Linked DNA regions of Zea mays: region 2 is linked to region 1. A link is a contact called in public Hi-C data. All regions are on one chromosome and are shown on one strand. Each heading gives the region's core, a stretch centred on a gene start, on an enhancer-like site or on the middle of the called end of the contact. The rest is flanking DNA. Distances are from core to core; before and after follow the strand shown.

The links. A called contact is a pair of places that touch in the nucleus more often than the background predicts.
Region 2: a Hi-C map of leaf shows a contact between it and region 1, with 2.9 times the contacts expected there. The contact joins the promoter of LOC100280347 here to the promoter of LOC100382356 in region 1. A contact is called at or near these places in 20 of 25 Hi-C or Micro-C datasets (bundle sheath, ear, endosperm and 6 more) and 2 of 3 datasets of contacts at active chromatin or transcription factors (leaf and seedling).

Annotation. Positions count from the first base shown.
Region 1 is chr8:75,123,170-75,125,828 of Zm-B73-REFERENCE-NAM-5.0, reverse strand. It overlaps LOC100382356, which reads left to right and starts at 1,330. Exons shown (of 14, transcript NM_001175102.1): 1 at 1,330-1,503; 2 at 1,948-2,092; 3 at 2,637-2,659. The coding sequence starts at 1,412.
Region 2 is chr8:75,265,649-75,268,307 of Zm-B73-REFERENCE-NAM-5.0, reverse strand. LOC100280347 (dihydroflavonol-4-reductase) reads right to left here and starts at 1,348. Exons shown (of 5, transcript NM_001153273.1): 1 at 826-1,348. The coding sequence starts at 1,078.

The DNA of each region.
Region 1 (2,659 bases), core at 81-2,580:
TCTAACCTTTGTTAGTCTTTTGATATCGTTCCTTATAAAAATATGGGATCTGCTGGAGATAGACTAAAGGGCTCTAGTATTGAAGGCGCGAGGAGACATAAAAGATCCATTATCTTTTTCTTTTCTTTTGGTGGCAAGACAAGAACAAAATAATATACGAGAACTCTTTCCTTATTACTATTATAAGTGGGTACAAATTCAATATATAAAGATGTGTAGTCCTTTATAGACATGTTTGATATTAGTTCATATAATCCTTACCATATGCCTCTAAGGCTCTATGCTAAGGAGGGATTATTAGTTTAGCTTACGCTAAGGTTGTAGCCCCTCGCACCAGAAGACCTGAAAGCTTTTAGATTGTCCGCAGCGGTGATCTCTAAATTTTCCCACTATATCATTTTTTTGCGTCACATTATCAACATTTCACCCTCTAAATTTTCATCTCCCGCAGTGATTCCCCCTATATTATCTCCCTATACCCACTACAACTATAAAATATTATTATCTAACTCTTTTCATCTTTTATTACTATTTTTTTCAACTATTAAATAGGGGAGCACTGTGCAAGGGGGCGCTACAGTGCTCCCCTTGATCTGGGGGAGCGGCGCGGCATCCCCTAGCACTGCAACGCGTAGGGGGCCATTTGGAGGCCACAGCTGCTCGCGTAGAGGCCCCCTACGCGTGTACAGTGCTAGGAGAGAGGGCACCGCGCGGCATGTGCTGCGGACGGTCTTATACATATGTTTTAAATTAAGACAACTAGAAAACTAATATTTATTCTAAGTGTTATGAACGAGATAGATTCAAGTCCACATCTAAATGTTGAACAAGGTGGACAACTATAACAGGGATGGTGACGACCACAAAAATAATGAATAATTAATCAACATATAAGAAATAAAGCAAAACGCAAAAAAAACTCAATTCAAATTTTAAAACTGGTGTATTTTATTCTTATCGATTAGAACGTAATATAATGTACGATTAAATTTAGAATAAACAACCACACTATAAACATAAGAAACCAATGTTCAACAAGAGAGGCAAAGAGCTCACGTGTGTGTCAGTGTGTGAGAGAATGTGCCTGTGTAAGTTTGATCAGCGAGCCGTTCCCAAATCCACTTGCTCAGTCGGCCGTGCGATCGGGATTTAGCGGTGGGGATCTGCACAAAAGCGGCAGTTTACAGCGAGCCCCTTGAACTAGCCTGTATTACCGTTGCGCAAAAGCGGCCGTTACCCTTGAACTAGCCTGTATTGCAGCGGAGCCACCGCCGATCCGGAACAATTGAATCGCTGCATCGGTGTTTCGCCGCCGCCGCAAAAAGAGGCGGCCGCGGTGAGTTCAAGGGAGGAGGAGGAAGAGGGTGTGAGGCGCTGCAGAACTCCTGTGGATCGGTGAGCCGAGGGCGATATGGGGATGTTCTTCAGCAAGGCGGAACCGCCGCCGCCCATGGTGCTGGTGCCGCCGCTCTTCGACTACCCTCCCATCGCTGCCCGCACCAGGTTCGCCGCTTCCCTTCTCTCCTCCATTCGGACCCTTCTGTTTTGTGACCTGTGAGGCAGGGAAGCCAATTGGTTGGTAGCCTCAGTGTGCACGAATCGCCGTACGCTCTGCATAACTGTTAGACTAGACGGTTGAATCGTCGTGATTAATCATGCTTGTCAAGCAATCGCGATTGATCGCTCGCGTATTGTGAAATGGAACTGTGGATTGGTGAAATGCGCCAGATCGCTGACACCAGTTGGCAGTACTGTTGCTCGTCTCAATTCTGGTAGCTTGCTTTTTCTTGGAGCACGCACATCTCTGGCAGATGCCTTTTCCTGCATAGTCCATAAGGGTATAAAGTTAGTTTTAGTCCACTGGAAGGATGAAACATCACTACATTGCACTTAGGGTGGCATTTATGTCAGCCTTGGTTCTTCATTGCACCAGTATTGAACATGCAGGATGGCGGTGCCAGCATATGAGCTAATGTTTGGGAAAGTCTCCCTGCACAATCTGTTTGAGGACTACTTTGATCAAGCTGGGAATATGACCTCAAGGATCATGTTGAAGCCGCTTGAAGATCCTCACGTTGATTTGATTGCTACTGTATCCTGTCAAACATTACTTATCATTTCTGCTGCGTCTTCTGTTCCTTCATCCTTTCAATATCATGGTACCTGTCTATTCAGGATATGATTGATTCTAAATGGATCACCAACTGAGCCCTATTTTCAGATTTTTTATTTGTTCATGCTGCTACCATTTTCACCCCTTTTCATTTATATTTCTTTCGAAGAATCACCAATTCACATCTCTAGTTGTCATTAGCATGCCATTGTTATTAAAACATCTACTGGCCTATTGACTTCTCTTCTGGAAAAGGACAATCTGTTGATGCTCCCTATGCTTGTTTTCAATTATGATAACAGTCTTCTCTGGATGTTGCATAGTGCCACAAGCTGAGGTCTTCACATATATATTTGTTGATATTACATATAACCTTGTGCCAGACTTTGAAATGGTGCCTTTTAGTGCAATCGCGTGTCCATAAAGCCACTGATTATAGCTGCAGGAGATTTCGTTCCAATTCATCCATTTTTAAATATTTTGTTACTTCACAAAAAGCTTTTGCCTACCTTAATGTCACTAGGTGTCTGCTGCTGCTGATAGAAA
Region 2 (2,659 bases), core at 99-2,598, 140 kb before region 1:
AAATTTCCTATAATACAAGAAAACTTCACCGGTGAAATATCAAATTTATCAGCTACACTGAAAGTGACGTGCCCAGAGATCGAACGTGGACCAGGTAACCGACTATGATGCTGTTCAACTACAACTCTACATCATCTGTACAAATGCTAGACCATCCAAAGTCTAAACTCCATGCCAGGTAGAGATTAATGGCAATAAATCGACTTCTCAGGAATTCTCCTCCTGAACAAACAGTGGGTAATTTCCCACCAACCCACCAGGCAAGCCCTCCATGCACGCACCGAAGCATACGGATAGAAAACAGGAGATGAACAAAAAGACAACGTTTGCCCAGCTACAGACAAGGGGATTTAATAAGCCTAGGGTTAGGCAGAACAAGCGGGAGACGGGAAGTCAACGGGAACGTTCTAATAACAAGTCAATACTACTAGGTAACCTTTACTACTCTCGAATCTGCTGATTCTTTTTTCTTGCCGCAATTTTGAAACTTCCGGCAGAACGTGCACATTACGAAACTTCACCGAAAATTCGCTCAACATCTCGTGCGCGCGAAGGAAATCGCCGTGAAAATAACGCATTTCATTAAAAGAAATTAAATCAAAAAGAGTAGAACCGCGGCATCGCAGGCGGGAAGAGGGACCAGACACAAGAGCGGTTGCCATTTCCAATCAATCACCGAAAACAGCCTTCAGATAACCAGCCACGGAGACGTCCCACCGCGACGTGAAACGCACCCGATTCACAGTGCCAAAGCAGCGCGACGGTGCAGCCGGTAGAGGGTGCCGTAGTAAAATAAGGTAGGGACGGACTAACCGACCGACGTACCTTGCGTCTCGAGGGCGAGGCGGACGGTGTAGCCGTGGCGGAGCAGGCGGTCGACGACGGCAAAGCCGAGGAAGGACGTGCCCCCCGTGACGCACACGGTGCGCGCCTCCGCGGCGGCGGGCTCCACGGCGCGGGCCGCGCGCTTGGCGGCGCCCCCGCCGGGCCTCCACGCCCACGCGCCATGGAGCAGCAGCGCGCCGCGCATCTCCTCTACCTCGGCCTCCAGGCTCTGCGTGCTCCGCAGCACCCCCATGCCGCCGCCGCTTCGGCGCCTCTGCCTCAGCCTCCACCGACGCCGGCTCCTGGTCCTGGCCCTGGCCGCTGGCTTTATTGCCTTTTTGCTTTGGCGTCCCCGCCTCGCCGTGCCGTGGACGGAGCAGTGCAGTTTGGGAGAAGCGTGCTCGGTGCTCTCGGGCCGGGCGGCCTCGGGAAGTCGGGATTGTGTGATCGGTGGGTGCAGGGTCGCGCGTGAGGCCACTATAAATAGCAACCTCCCGTCCTCCCGTAAAGAAAAATCCGCGCGTACATGGTAAGGGTCTTCGGCCGCGCTCGGCTCGTCGCTAGGTTCCCAATCCCCAATTCATCGTCGGTTAGGAATAGATTCAGAGTAATGAAAAGGGACTAAAATCTTCTCCTATACAAATTTATATATGAGCTAGTTTAAGAACTCTATTTTTCTAATAGATTTACACTTTTTCAAAAAAAAATTAGTTTATTTTTTCTTAAAAAAATAAAAACCACTTGATAAAATAGAGTTCTTAAATTAGTCCGAAGAGAGAATTTAATCCACTTAAATTCTCTCAATCTACTTCAAACTGAGTAAGCTCTTAGCGGTGGGGATGAGAAAGTCCTTTCCCACAAGAATGTAAATGGGGGACATTATTCCTCCGACGGGTAATGAGGACATCTCCGTGGGACCCATTAAACCTACATGTAGCAATGTTTTCGTATACTAGTTAATTATAAAAATAAATAATTATCTTGTCAAAAGGTCAATCATTATACAAATATGTTCCTTAACAATTTCTTACATCGAACAATATGTATGAGCGAAAATGGTTGCATTAATATCAAATAATGTATTTCCTAATTATAATTTAAACGATGACGGGATCCCCGTCGGGGATTTAACCCCACGGGAAACATGAATGGGGAAGAAATGTGTTGGTGTTTTGCCTACCAGGGAAAATTGATCCAACAAAGGGGTAGAAAGTGTGTTTTCAGAGTTTAGCACGGGATGCCAAAAGCTTCATTAATCCCCTGTGTGAGGGCACTGTACGAGAGTATTTAAAGGTACTCAAGGGGCTGTCTGTCCCTGTCAAAGACGTTTACACTCTCGAGTACCCGGTTTATCCCCAGAATATTCCCATGAGGGAAGGTTACAGACAGTCATTAAGGTAAACCCTATTACAGACACAGCCCTAACCAGACCTGACCTCGTGAGGCCCATCACTTTGGGCCGAATCACACATGGGCCTTCCCCGACGGTGGGGACGCGGGAGGCCCGTAGACATCATGCGGGGCCTTCGTCTGCGACACTAGAGCGAAGGGGGTCGCACTGGTCTCTGTAACACCCTAAATTTGGGGTATAATTTTTTTCCTAACATCCACCAAATTCCGGTGTTACCCTCTTTTTTCTTTGTTTTACTTCCATTTTTTAAGTATCGGGAGAGTTATTTTTATATACATAGGTTTTTAGTGTAGTAAGATGAAACCCTAAAAGAGCCCTTGACTATTGCATAGCATGCCGATACTTTTTATTGTACGTTGAATTGTGGTGGTTGTGCATCCATGCAAACTCAAAAAGTATATATTTAGGGGTGATGATTGTGTT